3 separate regions of the Drosophila melanogaster genome follow, and regions 1 and 3 are each linked to region 2. Evidence: chromatin contacts called from public Hi-C data. All regions are on one chromosome and are shown on one strand. The core of a region is the stretch at or near the end of the contact, and the rest is flanking DNA. Distances in the headings are between cores, read along the strand shown. Region 1 holds the start of CG1571. Region 2 holds the start of CG2116. Region 3 holds the start of slpr (slipper).

The links. A called contact is a pair of places that touch in the nucleus more often than the background predicts.
Region 1: a contact with region 2 is called in a Hi-C map of the OSC cell line, with 2.9 times the contacts expected there. The contact joins the promoter of CG1571 here to the promoter of CG2116 in region 2. A contact is called at or near these places in 28 of 107 Hi-C or Micro-C datasets (the D17-c3 cell line, the Kc167 cell line, the ML-DmBG3-c2 cell line and 9 more).
Region 3: a contact with region 2 is called in a Hi-C map of the Kc167 cell line, with 2.5 times the contacts expected there. The contact joins the promoter of slpr here to the promoter of CG2116 in region 2. A contact is called at or near these places in 13 of 107 Hi-C or Micro-C datasets (the D17-c3 cell line, the Kc167 cell line, the ML-DmBG3-c2 cell line and 4 more) and 1 of 6 datasets of contacts at active chromatin or transcription factors (the Kc167 cell line).

What each region holds. Positions count from the first base shown.
Region 1 is chrX:8,074,310-8,077,784 of dm6, forward strand. CG1571 reads left to right here and starts at 1,568. Exons shown (of 2, transcript NM_132207.3): 1 at 1,568-3,371; 2 at 3,435-3,475. The coding sequence starts at 1,845. Upf2 reads right to left here and starts at 1,157. Exons shown (of 3, transcript NM_132206.3): 1 at 1-1,157. The coding sequence starts at 846.
Region 2 is chrX:8,127,627-8,131,179 of dm6, forward strand. CG2116 reads left to right here and starts at 2,186. Exons shown (of 1, transcript NM_132216.4): 1 at 2,186-3,553. The coding sequence starts at 2,293. It overlaps cyr (cypher), which reads right to left. Exons shown (of 6, transcript NM_132214.2): 2 at 1-196.
Region 3 is chrX:8,175,157-8,178,519 of dm6, forward strand. It overlaps slpr (slipper), which reads right to left and starts at 2,029. Exons shown (of 8, transcript NM_001201630.2): 1 at 1,397-2,029; 2 at 859-1,298; 3 at 146-798; 4 at 1-79. The coding sequence starts at 1,137.

The sequences.
Region 1 (3,475 bases), core at 318-2,817, 54 kb before region 2:
GGCAGTCAGGAAGTCGGATTTCGGCACCTCCACCCCGTATTTGGTGGCCAACTGTTGCATCTTTTGCGGCACTAGGCCGGCGTACTCCTCGCCGCAGTGCCGGCAGAATGAGAGGATGATCGAGAAGTTGCTGTGGTCATCCTTGTCCAGGGCAATCAAATGCACCAGAACAACACCCAGTTGGGCCAATCCGGGCTTCATTTGGATCACACCAGAGCTGACTAGTTCGGCGAACAGGCGAAGATCCACGCGCAGTTTGCTCGGATTGCCAATCTTCTCGGTGGCCTTGATGTTCAGTGCCTTTTGCCAGGCCTCCAGAAAATGGACATCGAAGTCGGCATATGTGCAGTGCAGCCGAGAGGCCAGCGTCACCACCGCCGGCACATCAGTCATTTTCAGTTTGGCCTCGACCAGCGCGGCGCATATTTCCGAGATGTATTTGCTCAGGTTTAGAGCAGATATCTCACGCAATAGTCCGTCCAGCTGTGTGGCCGTGAATAGTTTCAGTTTCTTGACGAATGCCGTGTTCTTTTTGAGATTGGAGTCCAGTTTGGCGAAGTACTCCTCACCGGGCAGCTCGATTGTGGAGTTTTGGAGGCGCAGCTGTCGCTTGCTCTCGATCTTCTCGCGCAGCTCGCTTATGAACTGTTGCAGCTCCTCGCGCTCTTCGGCCTCCAGGGCAATGGCAGCAGCCGCATCCACATCTTCATCCGCATTTGCGTCCGTGTCGCCGGTATCGATGTCGTTGTCGTTGTCACCCTCGGCAACACCATCTGCCAAATCTTTCCTCGACGACGGCGGTGTGGACACCTCGCTGTCAGTCGTTGCAGAATCGTTGGCTAGCATGGCGTTGGTGGAAGTTCCGTGAACGGATTCACGTTGGCGCGACTTGATGCGCGGTGGCTATGTTTTGAAACTGGACCTGCTGGCAAAGGTATGCGAATCGGGAACTATTTTGTTCTTGGAGAGCTAAGGCTGAGTGTGATTGGGCATAGTTTTTAATGTGAAATAGTCACCTTAGGTTGATCAGTTGCTGGAACTGTTCGGACGAATTATATATTTGATATTATGTTCTTTAAATAACTGTCATTGCTTTGTTTTTCCCACGTTTTTCCGCCACGATTTACATGCGGGGGGGTTGAGGAGGGCGATGTTTTTAATATTTTTTTATGATATGTTATCGATAACAGCAGACGTTTTTGTCTGGGCTCATTGCTTCTCGATAGCACTAGCGCTTGCTTAAGCTGGTCACTTTACATTCGCTGTTGTCATCGGAATCTAAGTTATTAAAGGCTGATCACACTGTGCAAGTTAACCGTTTTTTAAAGTAACAAAAATTAAAATATTACAGATCCAGTTATTAACGTATATTTCTGTTCTCTATTATATCGTATTATGTTTAACCACTTGTTATTTGTTATATTATTTTCATTCATCAAAAAGTAATGCACTCTAACTATACATTGAGCTAAAACCATGGACTAAACAGGTGCGCTGGGTCACCTTTCCATTTGTCCCCGAATATGCTTAGTTGGATTTTCTTATTTAGTCAAATGTACATAACACACAAACATAAAACACAAAATACGAACGGGCACTATCCAAAAAAAAAAAACTTAAAAACTTAAAAACTTAAGACAGGAGTAGGAGGAACAGAAGTACACTGGATTCTGCAGCAGAACTATTTGGGAAAGGCAGTTAAATCTCTTCAGACTGCTCGAAACATCTGAATGCCCTTCACGCTGCAATCCAATCACATAGAACTCCTTCTCTGCAGCTTTAGCTTTGGATTCCCTGAAGAATTGGCTTAAATCCCTTGAAAAAGTAGTTGTGCTTTTGACGACATGTACCAGAATCAGTTCATCTATTCCCGCGAGAGGCGTCGCTTTGGGCGGCAGTGCCGGTTCCAGGATCGCAATGAACTGATGGTCAGCGTACATCCCAGTGGCCGCCAGCGTCTAAAGTACATCATGGCCAATCCGTCCGAGAAGTCCACCCAACTGAGCCGCCAAATGGCGCTGACCGTCATGGAGACGGAGAACGTGACTCTCGACCAGCACGGAATGTATCACTACGAGGGCGGTTGGCCCAAGGAGGTTAACTTCAATGACGAGGAGCAGACGCAGCGGCATCGCAAGAAAGTGGAACGCGAAGATAGCTGGGGTGAGCAGGTCCTGTCTATGATTCGCACCACGATGTCGGTGGCGGAGCAGAACAATACCCTCAATATCTACCAGAACTTCTTTGCGGATCTGCCGCCGGAGTTGGGACATGACATCAAGATGAGGTTTCGCGCCCGGGTGGCCAATGTGTTCCATGATCTCTGGCTGCCAGCACGCCAATTGAGGTCCATTGAGTGGATGCCCAACAATAGCCGACAGTTTATGACCCAGTATACCAATCACTTTGCAAAGGGAGAGCGACTGCGGCCGGTCACGGATGAACCATTTGGCGGGACAAATGGCTTCTATGTGTGGGATGTGAAGAATCCACTCAAGCCGAGGATCACCTACGACAGCAAGCAGCAGGTGTCGTTGGCCAAGATTTGTCCCAAGGATGAGAACAACATGGTCGGTGGCACGGGGCTGGGGCAGGTATGTCTGTGGGGCACCTTTAAGGGCGGACTACCCATAAGGAATTGCCCCCTGGAGGTGTCCCACAGGGAGACCACTTCGGCCCTCTGCTGGGTTCATTCCAAGTCCAATACGGAATTCTATTCGGGCTCCCTGGATGGCTCCATTAAGTATTGGGACACCAGGGATCTGAAGATGCCCATGCAGGAGCTGCTCCTCGAACCGGAACCGCAGGAGCGTCAATCGCGCATGGATTCGCATGGAGTGACGGTGTTGGAGTTCGAATACACCATCCCGGTGCGCTTCATCATCGGCAGCGATATGGGTCACGTTTTTGTCGGCAATCGCAAGGGTATGACTCCGATGGAAACCCTTCTGGCTCACTATCAACTTTTTGTCGGACCCGTGCGCAGTATCAATCGAAATCCCTTTTTCGTCAAGAACTTTCTGGTCACGGGCGATTGGCGGGCAAGGATTTGGTCGGAGGAGGTCAAGGACAGTCCGTCTACCATGTATTTCCGGAAGAATGCACAGATTTTATGCGGCGCTTGGAGCACAGGTCGCTGCTCCCTTTTCGTCACTGGCGATATAAACGGCGTGGTGGACTTTTGGGATCTGTTGCTTCATCACCGTAAGCCCATTCGTTCCGTGGACTTTAAGGTAGCCATTGCGGATTTGGTCTTCCGGCCGGAGGGCGATCTGCTGGCCATTGGCCTGAAAAACGGCGACACTCACATCATGACACTGGATGAGTCCATGCGACAGGCAACTGGCAAGGAGAAGGCACTCATGGCCGCCGTAAGAATTGAACATTCTGTAATGTAATCCCCTCTCTCTAATTAACACTATATCTTCTGGAAGATGTTCGAGCGGGAGATCGTGCGGTGTAAACTACTGGAGGC
Region 2 (3,553 bases), core at 936-3,435:
ACCAGTGGCAACGGCAAACCGCCCCGCCGATGATCAAAACCGCAAAACGATAATGATGCCACTTGTTGCTGCTGTCTTTGGATGTTGCTGCTGCTGTCACTAGATGTTGCTGTGTTGGAAGCGACGACACCTGTTCGTGCGGCCGCGTGGCTAACTCTTAATTGGCCTACTCCCAGTCCAAGTTCGAGAATCTTGTCTGCGAAATGGAAATGCATTAGTTGCATACATAGCATAGCGATGATTTTGGGTCAAGTAATTACGGGGGGGGGGGGGGGGGCATGGTGTGTACTTGTTGCTGCTGGGCTTTCGTGTTTAAATGGGTTAACTAAACTGGAAATTTTGTACTTCAATTGTTAAATAACTATTTAAAGGTATAGCTAGCAATATTGATGATTTTAATCAATTGTAGGGCTAATAGAAAAAGGGAAAGGGGCACAACGCTGTCACTTTATGTAATTTTTAATGGCCAAATAAACGAGAGGCCAATCTGGGGTAGCCCTTCCCTGCCCATTTTCGATGCCATGCGATGCGATGTGATGCCAAATCCGCGACGAAAGCGGGTCAAGTTTGTCCCATATTTGTTTGATTGGATGGAGTCTATAAAGCAATGGAGCTATGGAGCCATGGGGCTACCGGGCTAAAGATGTTGCAGCACGGCGAACAAATAAATAAATAAATAGATGCGATAAAGGCAAACACCGAAGCTTAAATCAACATCAACATAATGCGTTTGCAACTTTGCGTAATCCTATTTTGTGATGTTACTAGCTGGCAGCTAGTATGGTTGGTTATTCGCTTATTGTGCTCTCTATTTGTATTTGTGATTCCCATCTCTTATTAACTTGACTGGGCATTGTAATCAGCCCAATTAACAATATAACTTGGACTCTACTTAAAAACTAAATATACAAGTATGTATGTATTTGTATCTTTCGAAGTGACGGTGCCCTTCACTCGTTTTGAGTTATTTCAAAATCATAGGGCTTATGTCCTTAGTCCTTAATCTTACAAATTAATATACTGAGATATTATTCAATATAACATGTGTGGTTACAATTGTATAGATGTTTTTTTGTCAATAAACTTATACGATCCTTTCAGTTGGTCCTTATTCTAAATCGCACAGATAAGTTCTTTAAATCTAAGTGTGATATTTTTTTAACCATTTGTTTTTACTGTAACTTGACATAGTTTTTTTTTTTTATGTATAACTGATATTATTCTTACCTTTTAGAACGAATTTAATATCCTTTCATCATCCCAATTTTAGCATTCTTTAAGATTTCGCGTTGAGCTTCTTCTCTTTTTCTATAACACTTATATTATAAACAGTAAAAAAAATCACATTCCTTGCGCAATTATGCGGTCAATTTGAATTGCGAAAAAAAGCAGAAGAACCGCAATTTTCAAATTGGTTAATTATCAGCTACTACGCATGCGCGCACTTCGCACGCTCTCAACGAACAGAAACAGTAAACACCGTAAAAAAAAAAACAAAACACTAACTGCTATTGAACAAGTGGATGAGATCGCGAAACACGCCCGTTTTGGATTGAAGAAGTCTCAAGAAGACAAGCGCGCGCCACCGAGTGTGCAGATGCAATGCACCGGGCCAATTCCGAGTCCAGAAGTTAGCCAAGTTAGTCGCGAGCGCAGACCGCAAAACAGTCAGTACAGCAACAACAACAATGAGGGAAGGGGCCAAAAGCGGCAAAAGACGTTGGCCGACGTCGCGCATGCCCAGCGATGTTTTTTTTTGGCGCGCAAGCACCTATTCAAATTGCGCGTTATCGATAATGCGCATGTATCGATATTTTGCGATCTATTCATCGGCACAATATTTAATTTATTTATTATATATATTTTAGTAAAGAAAATACACGTTTCACACAGGCAATGATCGAAATTCGAATAGATGTATTCGCATTTCTCGAATTTTCGTTTTTCTTTTCAAAAAGTAGCAGTTATTTGATCGAAACAAAATTAATATTGGTCGATATATGGAATGTCATACCTCGTTGAATTTGTAATAAAGTTTCAAATCGAGTGGCATTTACAGCTCAAAATGTTGGATTTTCATGATCTATGATCTACGCAGAGTGAGTCGATGTATGAAAGCGGAAGGAAGCAAGCATTTCTACAAAGCGAGTATTTTGTTGAAAATTGCATCGATACCTGGTATCCGATAGTTAGTTTCGGCCAGCAACCTGCGACTGGTCACACTTGCAACTTTTTACGTTTTTTTTCGGCAGTCGTGCGAATTAATTAATTAATTCAGTTGATGTGACCAGGATGAGCCACAAACGCTGCCTTGCGAACGAGGTAATCGAATTCGTCCTGCCGGCCAATAGCGATTACTCGGACGAAGACAACCGTGGAAACGTTCGTGTGATTAACACTAGCGATGATGCCACCTACGTGCTTCTGGACAACCTGGGCAACGAGTTCGAAGAGGACATCATCATCGTCAATGAGAACGGCGTGGAGAAGGAGATGCTGATGAGCAAGGAGCTGCGCGACTTTATAGTGGGCTCCCGGGTGAAGGATTTGACGGATGACGAACAGATGCCGCAATTTGTGGTCAGGGAATTGGATATGAGCGAAGTGGGGGATTTGGTGGAGGTGGAACCGGAGATGGAACAGGAGGCGGACTATGGCGACTACGGCGACTACGAGCACGAACCTAGCTACGGCCATCCGCGCGATAACGAAAGGGTGGAAGAGGATCTGGATATGTATCCACCGTCGTCACCCTCGCTGCCACCATCGCCACCAAGGCCGCCGTCGCCTGTTGTCCAGCCCGCTAGCAAAGCTAGAAATTCTGCCCGCCAGATCGCCTTACGTAGCTTTGTCAGCCAAAAAAACAACGACGACGATGATGGTAGCGTGAAGGAGGTGAAGCCAAGCGAAAAGATGCTGGAGGAGTTCAAGGGACCGCGTCGCTACATGCTTTTCGACGACCTGATAGCCACCATTGTGGACTTTGACGAGGATAGCACACCCCTTGTGGAGTTCTCCATGATCAGCGACATCATGGACGAGAAGCTGCCGGTGGAGTGCGGCATTTGCCCAGATGTGATGCACAAATCAAAGCTGTCCAAGCACCACAAGACCCATCTGGTGCCTGGCACCAATCGCTATGCTTGCATTTACTGCACGGAAACGTATCGCGACTGCAAGTACCTGGCCGGACATGCGCGGCGCCACATGGGCATCCGTCCATACGTCTGCGAACTGTGCACCCTATACTTTTCGACCAAGCAGGATCTGCGCGTGCACAATCAGCGCCGACATCTGGAGAAGGAGCATATTTGCGAAGTGTGCGGCAAGACGTTCGCCCAGAATACCCAGCTGAAGCGGCATCGCGAGGCGACGCACGAGAAGAAGCGGCGATTCCAGTGCGAGTACTGCCAGAAGGCCTACTACAAGAATTTCTCTCTGCAGGAGCACATCCGCAATGTTCACATGGGCAAGCGGCGGATGCTCAAATGCCCATTCTGTGGCATGCAGTGTCGCGATGCTCACAAGATGGCCCGTCATCGTAAGGAGATGC
Region 3 (3,363 bases), core at 779-3,278, 47 kb after region 2:
CGGATCGAAGCCCTTGTAGGGCGTCTCGCCCGTTATCAGTTCCCACAGCAAGACACCGTAGCTCCAAACATCGGAGAATCTGGCGGGTAAGGAGTTTTGTTAGTTAGGAAGACAGACGACAGAGTGTGAGAGAAATGGAGCTCACTTGGAATAGGTGCTAACGCTGATGACCTCCGGTGGCATCCAAGCGTACGTGCCCGCCGCACTCATCCTCTGCGTGTTGTACATCTCCCTGGCCAAACCGAAATCCGTGATCTTGAGCGTCTTCTGCTGCAGATGATTGCCCTCGATGGCCTCGTAGATCAGCACATTGGAGGACTTGAGGTCGCGATGTATGATCGACATGGGCGCCTCATTGTGCAGATAGTTCATGCCTCTGGCTATCTGAATGGCCCAGTTGACTAGTACATCGGGTGGTATCTTGCCAGCCAGTATGCGATTGAGACTTCCTCCCCTGGCATACTCCATCACCAGACAGAGTTTGGTATTCAGACATACTCCTCGCAGGGCTGCTATATTTTCGTGCTTGAGGGCCCAAAACAGTTTGGCCTCCTGCAGGACATTGTCCCGCATCCTCTGCATATCATCCTCGCCCGTTTGATGGGCAATCTTAATAGCCACCTCCTCGCCATCGTAGTAGCCACGATGGACCTTGCAGAAGCCACCGGAGCCGATAACTTCCTTGATGTCCAGCTCATTGTATTCGATCTCATGCGGCTGGATGTCGCCAATGGCGGACGAGACATTCAGTTGCAGTGGGTCCTCATCGGTGACAAAGTCCTTGGGAAAGACACCGACCTGCAGGAGAAAGATTGGGGTTTAGTTCAATGGTTCATTGTTAGAAAGGTAATCAATCACCTTATCTCCAATCTTGCCGGTCCACCAGCCCACATCGCCAGACACCTCGCTGTCCGTGGACAGGACCACAACGATTTCGCCGCGTCGCAGTGTCAGCTCATCCTCGCCCTGGGCATCGTAGTCATACAGCGCGGTCCACAGGCTGCCATCGCCCACCTGGGTCTCGACTTGCTCTAGATCTGGTATGGGAATCTCTGGTATCTGCGGATGATGCAGTTGCTCTAACTGCTGCTGCTGCTGCTGCTGTTGCAGCTGCTGCTCCTCGCTGATCGGCAGCATGTTGGTGGTGTCCAATCCTCGGGAGACCTGCGAGGGCATCAGAGGCGCACAGTTGGCGACATGGAAACCATGAATCTCTTCTTTGTTTTTGTTTTCTGCTTCTTTTCCTTTTTTGTTGTTTTCTCTTTGCTTCCTTCGCTTTTTAACTTGCTTTTGTTTCGCTGTGTGTGAAAGAGAGATAAAACCGCAAAAGGGGCGAAGAAGAAGCAGCAGCTTAGTAATATTTGTTGCCAAAGGGGGTGGGGTGGGGTCAGCTTACGGGTAAGGATGTTGCGGCTAATCCTGCTCTCCTGCCCACCGGATTCGGATTCTCCACTCTCCTTGTGTCCCACTGTCCGTCCGTCTGTCCGTCCGTTGACCACACGCACAAGAGCAAAAACAATAGCAACAGCGAGAACAACAATCACAACAACAACGGCACACAATCAGACAACACGGTACAAAACACACACACACGCACACGCGCTGCTGCACACCATGGTCGCTCTCTCGCAGTCGCAGTCGCCGTTAACGTCGTCGGTTATTTTGATCTATCCTTGATCCTGTGCAATCGGTTATATCCGTTTTATTAGCCCGTTTCTGCATATGTTTTTTAAACACATATGTATTAAAAAAAAAAAACTAGAGTTGCACTGTTCAAATGTGAACTAGTTTAATTGAACTGGTCTTTGGACCCAGCCGAGTGAACTGGTTACATTTGCGGTTCACCTGGGATTTTGGTTCCAGTTCGTTGGCATAATTTTAACTAAAATTGTGATCAAGGTAGTTGTTTAAATACCTTTATATTGGTAATTGTTAATATTTGTGGTAGAACAAGGTTTTGTCGATCATTTTGTTGTGGCTCACATAAACCAGTTGCTGCATTTATACTAGTTCCATTCGCAAATGTACTAAAAAATGCCATCAAAACGGTGTTGGGCAACGCAAAATATTTGGTATTTCAAAATACCTTATTCAGTATTTTCAATATTGGTATTTATCATGTCGATTATTTTATTGACCGTTAATATTCAAATTTGAAATGTGCTTGAAATGTAAAAATTTTAGTATTTAAATCCTATTAACATACATGCAAAACTCAAAAGCATTGTTGATGTGTAAATTTAAATTAACTGAATTTAAAGTACCGTAAACCAGAACGATTGCATTAATTGAACTTCTTCAGTTTTTAACAACTTAACAACTTAATATTTAATCGAATAAATAATTGAACTTAGTCGTTATCAATGCAAACTGAAAATTATGCTACCATCAATGGGGCTATTGTAACACTTGCATTCATTTAAAACTATTAAAGATTGAATATATCGAATGTCATGCACTTCGATTAAATCACATAATGTGAAATAATTATTTAAAATCACGTTTCAAATGGAATGTCGCTGTCATATGTTTTCCGTTTTGATATTCGGCTATTTCGTGATGCGCATGATTTTTGCAGAGAAGTCGGGGAAATCCATGGAAAAGGGGGGCTTACAGCTGCTGCTGCTGCTGCTGCTGCTTTGGCCGCTTTGGCTGTTTGGCCTGTTTTGCCGATGCGGATATGGCCTGATGATGTTGCTGTTGCATCGCGGAACGGAACGCTGTGTATACTGTGTATCCTCACTACCAACACCACCAACCCCCCACCCACGCCACTGACTCTCTCGTCGGGCGCCCAACACGCGCCCTTGTGTGGGTGGTGGGTGGTGTGTATTGGGTCGGTGGTGGGTGTTAGTGGCTTGTGGATGCTGGGTGGCCTAGTCCATGCCATGTGTTTAGTAAGTCCCCTCCCTCTGCTACGCTCCCTTGAAAAGTTCGGCGGCGCTCGTGTCCTTTCGGCTGCGACGCTGCGCCGTTCATCCTTTTGGTCCAGCGTCGGCATCGCACAGTGGAATGGAATGCTAATCAATCGCTCAAAAACCATAAAAATATGACATTTTAAAGAGTTAAGCCGATAATTTAAAACAATAATTAACTAATTGGTTGTAATTTAGTGTATTTTATGCATCTCAACATCTTTATACACATGTTTATGATATTTCAAGGTTTTATTGCTAAAAAATGTACAAGCAGCGAGTGCTAGAAACATAGCGTAGATAATTTTCTTCACATTTATGTTGCACAAATATTGTAATATTATTAACCAATTTTGAACATCTAATTATGGTCCGATTGGGCCCACTGTGCTTCGGCAACAGAGCGACTCGTGCCGAGCCGATGGAAACCGAAACGAAACCGGGCTGC